Linked DNA regions of Sus scrofa: region 1 is linked to region 2. The links are chromatin contacts, called in public HiChIP or PLAC-seq maps. All regions are on one chromosome and are shown on one strand. The core of a region is the stretch at or near the end of the contact, and the rest is flanking DNA. Distances in the headings are between cores, read along the strand shown. Region 1 overlaps PDGFC (platelet-derived growth factor C). Region 2 overlaps PDGFC (platelet-derived growth factor C).

The links. HiChIP or PLAC-seq counts read pairs in DNA pulled down with a chosen protein or histone mark.
Region 1: an H3K27ac HiChIP or PLAC-seq map of skeletal muscle shows a contact between it and region 2. The contact joins two enhancer-like sites. A contact is called at or near these places in 3 of 47 Hi-C or Micro-C datasets (alveolar macrophages, heart right ventricle and skeletal muscle) and 2 of 2 datasets of contacts at active chromatin or transcription factors (alveolar macrophages and skeletal muscle).

What each region holds. Positions count from the first base shown.
Region 1 is chr8:45,770,183-45,773,393 of Sscrofa11.1, reverse strand. All of the region lies in intron 1 of PDGFC (platelet-derived growth factor C), which reads left to right. Among named protein-coding and RNA genes, the nearest start is that of PDGFC, 37 kb to the left of the region's middle. Within about 2 kb of position 1,298, at least 24 of the 83 cell types and tissues checked have an H3K27ac peak or open chromatin away from gene starts, as enhancers often do. A contact at or near this core is called in alveolar macrophages and skeletal muscle, where this site is marked.
Region 2 is chr8:45,587,665-45,590,814 of Sscrofa11.1, reverse strand. It overlaps PDGFC (platelet-derived growth factor C), which reads left to right. Exons shown (of 6, transcript XM_021101285.1): 5 at 1,720-1,937. Among named protein-coding and RNA genes, the nearest start is that of PDGFC, 220 kb to the left of the region's middle. Within about 2 kb of position 1,769, at least 12 of the 83 cell types and tissues checked have an H3K27ac peak or open chromatin away from gene starts, as enhancers often do. A contact at or near this core is called in alveolar macrophages and skeletal muscle, where this site is marked.

The DNA of each region.
Region 1 (3,211 bases), core at 49-2,548, 180 kb before region 2:
CCAAGCCCAGATGTTTTAGAGGGTCTAAACTCACTGAGATGATCTGTTAATAGATGGCTGTTAATATTCACCTTAGCCTTGTGATGGGTCTTTATTAACTGTTTTTATTTTTTTACTTCCAGTTTCGTTGATATATAGTTGACATTATAGCACTGTGTAAGTTTAAGGTGTCCAGCATCATGATTTGATGTACATAAATAATGAAATGATTAGTGAATATCCATCATCCATATAGATACAAAATAAAAGAAAGAGAAGACATTTTTTTCCTCTTAGGACTTACTCTCTTAATTCCCATACATAACATATAGCAGCATTAATTATATTTATCATGTGGTGTGTTACATCACTGCAACTTATATATTTTACAGCTGGAAGTTTGTATCTTTTAACTACCTTTATGTGATAGATCTTTATCTCAGACATTATTTCCAGCTAAAAGTGGTAGATAAGGGAGTTCCCATTGTGAAGCAGTAGAAATGAATTTGACTAGTATCCATGAGGATGTGGGTTTGATCCCTGGCCTCACTCAGTGGGTCAGGGATCCATTGTTGCCGTGAGCTGTTGTGTAGGTCTCCGATGCGGCTCGGATCCCCAGTTGCTGTGGCTGTGGTGTAGGCTGGAAGCTGAAGCTCTGCCTTGACGCCTACCTTGGGAACTTTCATATGCCTCGGGTGTGGCCCTAAAAAGCAAAAAAAAAAAAAAAAAAACACCCCAAAAACAAAAGAAAGTGATAGATAATCTGAGATCTGTATGGTGACTATTTAACACAACTTACTAAACTGAAATCTCAGAGTTTTCCTAAGAGTTTTACATGGAAACTATTTGTTATATCCATAGCATATCCACATGTTTGCTCTCTGATCACAGTGTTGTAATTATTCACACACACACACGTTATGTGTACCTACTGCTTCTTTCGCTTATTGTTATCGGTATTTTTTTTTTCTTTTGTCACATCATGGTAGTGTGTGTACTAACTGTTTCTCAGAAGTTTTCAAACTTTAACCTTCTAGAAATGTACATGGATAGGCTGTGGTTATTTCTCTGTTCACACAGCTGTAATGTTACTAGAAGAAATTGCCTCTTTATGGAGTGTGTTTTCCTCCTGCTGAATCTTAAAGGCTTATTTTCAAGTATTTCTGGAGCTGTCACCTGTTAAAGGATAGTGATCTTACACTTTGTAGATATTTTTATCATGAGAGAAGAGAAGCTGGAAGAGTAAAATGCATTCGGTGTTGGATAACATCATAGACTTTTTGAATCCTGTTTGCGTTGAGCCCCTGGACCCTCCTTTTCTGGCCAGGCTTCAGAAGCACCAGTGAGCACACGGGAATGGCATGTATTTATACTCGTGTAAATAAGATCCTGTATACTTTCCACTGAGAACATGCAGGCAGCCCTTTTATGGTCAGCAAGGGGTTTTCCCTCTGGCCTTTAGGCAGACGATGAGGCAAGGTGCCAGGAGAGTGTATTTTTTGATTCCATCCATAAGAATAGTTTCACAAGCTGGTTCCCTTTTATAAAATCTTAGAATTGTTTTTGTGATGCTTGCTGTTATTCACCAATAGATCATCCAGGAACTTAGGAAGGGTTTTATGCAAAAAGAAAACACTTTTGGTTTTTGCTTTTTTTCAGATGCATCTCTGTTCCTGTTCAGTTTTAGTTTTGTTTACAGGTTCAGCTTAAAAAATAGATGGTGTCACCTTATAATTTTGATCAGATCTTATTTGGTTCAGAATTTCTAGAGTTTCTTCCAGGAATATATGGTATCTTGTTTTGTCCTCTAAGTAACTTTCATGATTGTCTTTGAGGAAGAATCTCGTGTATTTTATACCCAAGGAAGTTACTAACCAGCCTGAAAGGATGATGGGTTTTTAGGAAACAATGTTGAGAAAAACACATGTTTGATATTTTCTTTTGATTTGATGTTGTTTTTAATAACATTGATCATAATAACAGTATTTTGAAACTGAGCTTTCTAGAAGATGATAGACTTAACAAGAAACCACACTCTTTCTCTCAGCACAGTTTTCCTGTGAAAAATGGTGGCGTGTCCAGCTTTAAATCCAAGATTTTCTCTATAATTACAACATGGAGTATGTGGAGAGGCAATAACTGTTCATGTGGTCCCCTCATCCTGCCCAGCCTCTCATCTGAAAGGGAGCACTTCATTTTTAATCGTTTTATGTAAGTTGCTCAGCCTCTTGGAGAACACTTTAAATAGCGCTATTTATAAACTGTGTACATTATTAAAGCAAAGTTCTCCTCTCTCTTATCTTTTGTTCACCTCATAGATCTGTACCCATCCCTTCAGATCCCTACCTCAGCGATCCCCGTGTTTGCATGGCCTTTCCTCATGATTCGGCACTTACGTTACCAAACCCAAGTTCCTGTGCCCAATGCACAGTGAGGCCAAACACATTGAAACAGAGTTTGGGGCAGATAAAAGTTTATTGAGGGCCATGCAGTGAGACAAGTGGCCCTTGCCCCAGAAACCCCAGACTCCCTGAAGGGTTTCAGCAAAGCATTTTTAAAGGCAAGATGAGGGAGGGGGTGTGGTTAGTTGTTGCAAACTTCTTGGTGTCAGAATCCTTTGTTCTCATAGCTGTCCACGTAGGTCAGGTCCTGATGTTCCTGTACACCTCCAGTAAGACAAATGTTATTCTCTGTTCTGCAACTTTTCATCTCTATGTGAATGGAAACATGTTAAACCTTTAAAGGTCAGAGCCTTGAGAATGGGTGATCCTGTATATATTTCAGCCTATAGACAGTATTCTTAAAGCAAAAGCAATAGAATACAAAGGCTAAAGTAAAAGAAGCAGATACAATATGGAGTCAGTTTTGTTCTTCCCTTTTGCACTTTCTGAGCATCAGCATCAAACAGATAATCCTCAAACTTCTTAGTCTTAAGATTCTTTATTTTTTCCTTTTTATGGCCCTCTTGCAGCATATGGAAGTTCGTGGGCAAAGGGTTGAATTGGAACTGCAGCTGCAGGCCTGTACCACAGCCACAGCAACCCTGCAGCCAAGCCACATCTGTGACCTACACCATAGCTTGTGGCAGTGCTGGGTCCTTAACCCACTGAGCAAGACTAAGGATCAGACCCATATCCTCACAGACTCTGTGTTAGGTTCTTAACCTGCTGAGCCATAATGGGAACACTGGTCTTAAGATTCTTTTATCCTCGAGAAGACTATTGAAGATGCC
Region 2 (3,150 bases), core at 520-3,019:
CATTAAACCTAATTATCTCATTAATTTTGTTAGAGATAAAATGGTCTTTAATGGCACTTGAAAGAATGAATTCACTTCCTCTTAAATATTTAAAAGCTTTACTTTCACAAGATCATTTTTCAGATGAAAAGGAAATCATTAGATACTCAAATGATGAAACAGTGATTTTCTGCCGAGTAGAAAAAATAACTTTTAGCTTAATAAGATGTTGAAATGAACGTACTGGGTTAGCATTTTCTTGGTGTTTCCCTATACTTGAGCTAGGTTTTGTCAACCATATATTTTACATGTGCTTACAATTTACAGTTGCATATGCATAATCTATAATATATTTCTTGAAATTACTTACATTGGTTTCTTTTGACACTTTAGAAACAAACTTGATTACATGTACAGGTTAAAAACATAGCTAAAAAAACAGACACTTGATTTTTAATTATCTTGTCATTTTAAAAGTATTAAAAAAAAGATTAACTCTTAGTTTTAAAAACTGGTTTACATAGTGATTTTTATTACCTGAAGCAATCTTTAGCCAGAAAATAGTACTTATAATGTTGGTAATATTAGTGAAAATGTATTTAACCAGATTAGATTAAGTATATTTTAGATAATGTTGCTAAATTTTAGTAAAGCTTTATTTTTGAAGGAAAAAACTCCAATGAATTATATATTACTCCAAGCTTCAATTTTATTGCAATTGCTTTTATTTGAATATTTCTAGGGTAAAAAATAAAGCTACAAGGCAGAAATTAAAATTACATTAGAGATGCTTATCCTAATTATTATCAGCTACTTTATATGTTATATATAAGTTTATCATAAACATGACATGTAATTTTGATAGAATTTAACTGAGGCAGTGATGTTTTGTAGCTAAAAACAATGGTTCTTTGAGAATTTACTGCAACAATCTGCTGAAAGGATATTTTGTTTGGTCTTCACAAGTAGGTATTCTTTTAAAGAATAAAGCACAATATAGCTAACCAACTTGCTCAAAGAATAGAGGCAGTGGTTATAAATTAGACATTTCTTCCATTCTTTAGAAGGAGACGAGCTCTGAAGGAGTCTAGTTAAACAATTTCAAAGTCCATAAATTACTCAGTTTACCAGAAGCAGTGCTTTCCAGCAACTTCTGCTCCTTTAAAAGTATCATTTTTTTCACTCCTGCTCCATTCAGCTGTCTTCAAAATTTAATTTTTTTTCATTTCCTGTTCACATTCTATGATTCTTATTGCCAGAAAGATCATAGAAAGTTCTGTTTACAAGTTTCTGTAAGTTGTTCTTCATTAATCGCATGAGATTGTAATTCTTACAAAAATTGCATTTGTTTTTTCATCAAAGCATTCATTTTATTTTCTGTTCTTCCCTCCAGTGCTCCCCTTGTTTACTTTTATTCAAAGGTTAAAACGTGTAGCCCCCCTTATGCTCTATTAAAGTTTCCTATTTATAGCTCTCAACTATTTTGTCAGCTCTATTCTTAACCCTGCATGATGCCATCACTTCATTGGTCGCTAAGTTACAAGGAAGCTCTGTGTACTGTAACACAGAAAGTCCAACTTGCAAGCTGCATCACCCTAAAGCTGCATTAAAATAGTAGAGAATGTTGTTGGGTGATAGTTCTTGAAATAGCTAGACTTCTTTATGAAAAAAAATGTAATGAAATACACAGGCTAAGAGCATGAACACCTCTCTTTCTCTGCTTCCTTGGGTTCCACACAGTGGTGGATCTGAACCTTCTCAAAGAAGAAGTGAGGCTATACAGCTGCACCCCTAGGAACTTTTCAGTGTCTATCAGGGAAGAGCTGAAGAGAACAGACACCATCTTCTGGCCAGGCTGCCTCCTCGTCAAGCGTTGTGGCGGGAACTGTGCCTGCTGCATGCACACCTGCAATGAGTGTCAGTGTGTCCCCAGCAAAGTCACCAAGAAATATCACGAGGTATGTATGTCCTTTCCTGGTTCTTTTGGTGGTATTGTGCCTAAAAAAAAAAAAAAATGTGAAACACTGTACCAGAAATAGATTTTTGTTTGGAAAGGAAATGTAGTCTTTGTGAAAACAAAACAAAATCAAGGTTTACATCATAGTTCATGTTTTTATTTATTTTTTTATTAGGACTTTGAACTCAGAAACCCAGACATCAGGGATTTAGAAAGCTTGTTTTCTGATAGCACATCATGGGTGCTTAGGGGAGTTTTTCTCTCTTGTACAAAAAAGAAACATGATCTTCCATGGGGGCATAAAATGGGTTAAGTGTTTCACTTTTTCAGAATATGAACAGAAAATATTTTAAGGACAAACTTGGAGGTAAATAATGGTCTATTTTGGAGAAAAGAGGTCTTTTTTCCATTTGGGGCAGTACAGGCACACAAATCCCAAGAGACGTATTCGTAATTACACTTCCTGTTATTCTTTATTTATATCTTCCTTTTATTCATGCTGTCCCCAGTAGCATGTTAAACCTTTTATGGATTCTTTACCCTTCTACCTCTAGTTTATGGAATTAAGGAAAATATAATAATAAATGTTAGCAATTACCATTTTTTTTAAGGCCTGGGAACCTTAGAATGTACACATTTTGGTATTGTTTTTGGTTTTGATTTTTATGTATTTATTTTTTTTTTATTTTTTGTCTTTCTGCCTTTTCTAGGGCCGCACCTGAGGCATACGGACGTTCCCAGGCTAGGGGTCTAATCGGAGCTGTAGCCACCAGCCTACACCACAGCCACAGCAATGCGGGATCCGAGCAGCGTCTGCAACCTACACCACAGCTCATGGCAACACTGGATCCTTAACCCACTGAGCAAGGCCAGGGATCGAACCTGCAACCTCATGGTTCCTAGTCAGATTCATGAGCCATGACGGGAACTCGTAAATTTTTTATTATAGTTGATTTACAGTGTTCTATCAATTCAGGTTTTCATTATCCCCAGTGATATCCTCTCTCCAGCAGCAGCATGGCATGCAGCTTTCATACCTCAGGAAGCAATCCCTTCTTAAGGAGTCAACTTCAATTTTTACAAAACATTTTTTTAAAAACTTTAGTTTTTCCAAAACTGAGCCAAAATCTGCCTTCTGACTTCATTTCAATATGGCTTTCTTAGTTTTTTTTTTTCTACCAAATAAAAGAATAACACAAAATAAATTTCTACAT